2 separate regions of the Macaca mulatta genome follow, and region 1 is linked to region 2. The links are chromatin contacts, called in public Hi-C maps. All regions are on one chromosome and are shown on one strand. Each heading gives the region's core, a stretch centred on a gene start, on an enhancer-like site or on the middle of the called end of the contact. The rest is flanking DNA. Distances are from core to core; before and after follow the strand shown. Region 1 holds the start of CFAP97 (cilia and flagella associated protein 97). Region 2 holds the start of SLC25A4 (solute carrier family 25 member 4).

Region 1 (2,700 bases), core at 8-2,507, 65 kb before region 2:
CTCAGATGGCCCACCCGCTTCAGCCTCCCAAAGTGCTGGGATTACAGGCGTGAGCCACCACGCCCAACCAATGGTTTCTTTTAGGCAACAAAAAGAGAATTGATTATACTTTTGGTAATTAAGACCAACAAGTACAAAATGCATTGTGAAGGACCAAAACAGACAATCTTTACTGGAACTCCCCGGGACAGGGTAAGACCCATATTTCCTACCCTTCTTTGCACTTAGGGTATGAACAATATTTATTGAGTACCTACTGGATTGGGTACCATTGCTGCTATAACAAATTACTACACATTTAGTAGTTAAAACAACACAAGTGTATCGTCTTACAGTGCTGAAGGTCTTAAGTCTAAAATCAAAATTTGTGGGCTCGGGTTCCTTCCGAAGGTTTCAGGAGAGAATCCGTTTCCTCCTTTTGCAGCTCCTACCTGCACTCCTTGGCTCATTACCTCTTTCTGACATCACTCCAACCTCTAGCTTCTGTGCTCACAGCTCCCACTACTGACTTTGAACTTCTTGTCTCCCTCTTATAAGGACCTTTGTGATTCCGTTGGGTCCACTGGATAATCCAAGTTAATCTTCCCATTTTGATCCTTAATCACATCAGCTAAGTCCTGTCTGCTACATAAGGTGACATATTCACGTGATGTGGGGATTAGGAGGTACACATTTTTGGGGTGCCATCATCCTACCATACCTGAGAGTTCAACGAGAAGTTATTGCATTCAATATATTCTGCAGAGATCATTTTTACCTTAGATTGTTTTAACTACCCACCTCGTGGACCCCTCGGCAAAGGTCTTTCCATTCTGCTACCAGCCTCTGGTCCATAGGACGAACTAGTGGTATGAACTGAACTTTGCTGATAGAAAATATCACAAACACACAGCCGCCGTCCTTTTTTATTCTTGTTTTGGTAGAGAATTACAAGATAATCAAGGCAGCTTTCCCTATTAACTCACGATAACAACGGGGCCTACCCGCGTCGCCCTAGGCAGCCGGGAGCAGCAGTAATGCCTCTAGGGCGCCCTGGCAACCACGCGGGCTGGACCGCCTTCTTCCGCGGCTCTTCTCGTGTGCGCGTCCCTGGCCCGGCCTCCAGCTCCGCCCGCGTGGAGCCCCGGCCTGGCCGCCTGCCCGCCGCGCTCTGTGACGCCCGCCGCGAGGGCCGCGCGAGGCCCGGCGTGCGCCCCCGCCTCTCCCGAAGCGCCGGGCCCCGCGCCGCCCCTCCTTTCCCTTTCCGCTCTCTCCGCCTCCGGAAGCGCGGGCGCGCGGCGCCGGGAGCCCGTTCAGGGTCGCGGGAGTGCGCCAGCGCCGCGCGTGGGGCTGTGGCGGCCGCGGCTCTCAGGTGAGGGGCGCGCGAGCGGCTCCTGCCTCCCTGCTCGCGGGGTCACGCTCCTTTCCGTTCGAATCCGTTTCCCCGCTCCGGAGCCCAGGCGGCGGCGAGTACTCGGGGTGGGTTTAACGAAGCCTGCGCGGGCGGTGGGAGGCCGCGCCCCCACGACAGAGGCGCCCGTGGCGGCGGGTCCCGGCGCCGCCGCACCCCGTTCCCCGGCGAGAACGGTGGGTCCCGCCCTCTCACGCGTTCCGGGTGGCGTTGAGGGTCGGGATCATCCCTAAATTGAGATTGGGCCGCGACCACATGCAGGGCCCTGACGACTGCCTCCTACCTCTAAGTACTCGAACCTATCCCACGAGGCCCGAGGGACCATTTGCCTTCCGGGGACGGTAGGGGGTGTGGACAAGAGCCCAGAGTTCCTTGAAACAGGTGTTTAATTTGGGCCGGGATTTTCATGTACCCAATTGGGTATCTTGTTGGAGGCCTATTGTACTATTTAACTACAGAAATGTCACAGTAACAAGATGACAGTTTAAAAAGTGTCCGGTGCTTTTCTGTGTATTTTCCTGATGTTCGGTGAAAGCGCTAGTCGGGTTACTGCTGACTGTAGGACCTGGCAAGTGGGGTGTGTCCAGTGACTCCCAGGCAGCTTTGGTGAAAACTTGCCTCTGTCTCTATTTTTATTTTTTGAGACAAGGCCTTGCTCTGTGCCTCAGGGTGGAGTGCACGATCATGTCTCACTGCAGCCTCCCAAGTCCTGGGCTCAAGCCATCCTCCTGTCTCGGCCTCCCAAAGTGCCGTGATTACAGGCGTGAGCCACGCCCCTCCTGGCAAAGCTCTGTCTTGATTGAGCACCAGAGGGTTGTTATGGTCTGATGAACTATCCTTTAATTTTACCCTTTCCTAGTCTGTTGTAAAGAGAGTCTTAACTACTTTATTAAGTCATTTTTCTTATTTATTCTCTGTGGTAAATTAAATCACTTCGTAGTAAATGTTATCAAAAGAATTGCTTAGTGGATGGGAATGTTGGGTAAATTTTCCTGTAAATTAAGTCACATGAGTGTTTAAATCTTTACAATAACGCTGTTGGATGTTATTAACCAAAATTTAAACCTGAAAAGTCTCACAGGCACCGGACTACGCACCATGGCGCGTGAACTGTGGCCATTTAGGGAGGCAGCCGGCTTCCAGCTCTTGGGGACTTGTATGACCTTACCATAGATGCAGATAAAGGCATAGTTCTGGTGTGTGTATCTGGAGGGGTGGGGGAAGAGGACAGCAAACTATCAAGGAAACTAGGCTGAAACACGGTGATTTTTTTTTTTTTTTTTTTTTTTTTTTTGAGATAGGATCTCACT
Region 2 (2,700 bases), core at 85-2,584:
AAGCCAAAATAATCCAATGTGGCTTCAATTATTAGGGTATTTGAGGGAAAAGGTGTTGCCCCAAATAAACTGAAGAGGTGACTGAATTGTATAAAGCTAGCCATTTATCTATTTCACTTTCCCTAGGTCTGAGAACTGTATGAGGGGCTTACTGGGGGACAGAATGAGTAACACTCCCTGCTTCAAAGGGCTTTGGATTTAATAGACATGATGGCCAAAAAATGACAATTTCTCAGTGTCACTCTGATCACCCTGGAGATGAGGATCTCTAGTAGATGCTCTAATAGAGGAAGGAGAATAAATCCACTAAGCATTAGGGCTCCAAAGTTTTCAAGCAGACAATCCAAGTAATCAATTATTGAGGTTTCGCTGCCTTTGTGAGCAATTTGTGGGGGGGTTTGTTAGCAATTTTGACTCCCAAATTGGGCTCTTCCTCATTGAGGGGCCCTGACCTTTTGGGCAGGTGGAGAAAAACAGGAGGATGATGATAAGCCATTCAGCGACCAGGTAGGGGAGGAAAAGATTTGGAGACAGGATGATCTGAGTTTATTCCGAAAATTGTTTCTTAACATTTCAAAACCTCAGCTTCATCTGTAAAATGGAGAAGAAAAACTCTCTCACAGAGGTTACATAAAGATGAAGGCGTCAGCCTGCATACAGCACTGTGCGTGAGATACGATAAGGGAATTCCTGCGTGATGATTATTTTGGTGTTTTCATTGTAAAGGTGCGTGCGCATAAGACGGTGCCAAAAATACTGGCAATCACTAGGTGCCTCCAGGCCTGAGTGCACGCCCGGGCTGTCACGGGCGCAGGATCTGGCACACGTAAACCGGCTCCGGGTGGGTTTCCATATATAGACACCCGAACGCCGGGCGCCACCCGACACCAGGAATCTGCGACTGACGCTGGACCTGTCTCTACGCAGAGGGCACCTTCTTCCCCCACAAGCGGGCGGGCGCCCGGGCCTGTGGCCTGGCGCAGATTTTCCGCGGCGCCCCGCACCCTGCAGCTCGCGCCGCATCGCGCGCCCCGCCCGGCCCACCTCGCCAGCGCCCGCGCCTCGCACCGCGCCCGCACCACCCCTTGCACCGCGCCGTCCTCACCTGCAGCAGCAGTTTGACCCTCTCGATGGGGGCGACCGCGGTCTTGGAGACTGCAGCGGCGACACCACCGGCCAGGAAGTCCTTTAGGAAGCTCCAAGCGTGATCACCCATGGTGACAGCTCGACGCACTCAGCCCGCGGGCAGCCCGCTCGCGCTCTCGCCCACGCCCGGCCTGGCACCGCCGCGCAGTCCCCGACCCTGCGCGACGCGAAGGGGCCGCCGCCTCGCCCGCAGCCCCCCCTTATATCCGCGCCGGGCTCTCGCGAGAGGAGGCGGGTCGCGGCCGGCGCGCGCGCCGCGCATTGGCTGGCCATGTACGCGGCGCCCCCTCCTCCCGCTTCAGAGGGCATCGGGGGCGAAGGCGTTTCCGGGAGCGGGGCTGGGCCGGGGGCTGTCCCTGCAACTTGGGACATTTAAAGGGCACATTCATGTTATCTGTCCCGCCGAGCCCAAGGAACACCGTGTCACCGCGGCATGTGGGCCGCGTATTTATAGCACAAGCAGCCTTAGGCCGGGTTGAAGCCGGGGCAGACACCGGGCGGCTGCCTCCAGCGGAGCGTTCTTGACCCTCCAGCCTGCACGGGCCGCCCTCAGGCCCAGGGATTTCGAGCCGTTTCCTCCTTCTTGCATCTAAAGGCGCCCCCCACCAGAACTCACTGCCTGGATATGGGCTTCCTTAGAGCCGTGCGCTCCGGAGAGAATAAATGGCAATCCTCTCAGATACTGTGGTCACTCGATGCTGTGATTGCCTCATAGAATCTGACAAACTGCTGCCTCTCACTTCATTTCATTCAATCGTTCGTTCCATCATTCATTCTGCTGTTACATATTGATGTGTCTGGCACTCAGTGCCCACAGGAAAGGCCTGGTGCAGGGGGGACTAGGTGAATTCATACTTGTTTTGGCAAAACTCTGACTCTAAAACACAGGTCACTTCTTTTGTAAGCCCCTAAAGGGTTTAACGTACCACTCTGCTCTCAGCGGAATTTCAGCACATATCAGGGCAGAATGTTCTCAGTCAGCTGGTGCCTTCTTGAGGGTCAGTGCTGTCAGTCTTCCAGAGAAGATCCAGTCCTTAGCTGTATTTGCCTCTTTTTAATGGCAGCTGGGGTTGAGGAAATGCTATTTAATCCCAGGAAATTGATTGCAATTAATTTCTTAAAATATATAAATTTGAGCTTTTATTTTCCTTAGCTTGTTTTTTAGGCAGTTCATGTAACCATACAGCTTTTCAAATACAACTGTTCCTTCCCCTAGAATGACTGCAATTTGTTTTTAACTTTAAACTCTTTACTCAATGATCTTCCCATGTTTGCTAATTTTCATTTGTACCTTTAACGAAGTTTATTGTTTTTATAAGCTTTTTTCTTTATTATGTTTGCTGACATCATGTTAGAGGTTTATGGAGCTGCAGCTGTGTGTCACCTGGGCCTGGAGACTTTGGTATAGCAGAAGTCACTCCGGTTCCAGGGCCACAGAGGGCAAGCGTTTTTCTAAGAGTGGGGCAGGCTAGAGTTCCGCAATCCAGGTAAGCAGAATGAAAGCTAGGAACTAGTGCAAAGTTGCCTGAGGTCAGAGCAGACAGAAAGTCAAGA

The links. A called contact is a pair of places that touch in the nucleus more often than the background predicts.
Region 1: a contact with region 2 is called in a Hi-C map of fetal cortex germinal zone, with 2.8 times the contacts expected there. The contact joins the promoter of CFAP97 here to the promoter of SLC25A4 in region 2. A contact is called at or near these places in 2 of 14 Hi-C or Micro-C datasets (fetal cortex germinal zone and fetal cortical plate).

What each region holds. Positions count from the first base shown.
Region 1 is chr5:193,643,450-193,646,149 of T2T-MMU8v2.0, reverse strand. It overlaps CFAP97 (cilia and flagella associated protein 97), which reads left to right and starts at 1,257. Exons shown (of 4, transcript XM_078002495.1): 1 at 1,257-1,351.
Region 2 is chr5:193,578,760-193,581,459 of T2T-MMU8v2.0, reverse strand. SLC25A4 (solute carrier family 25 member 4) reads right to left here and starts at 1,334. Exons shown (of 4, transcript NM_001258165.1): 1 at 1,106-1,334. The coding sequence starts at 1,216.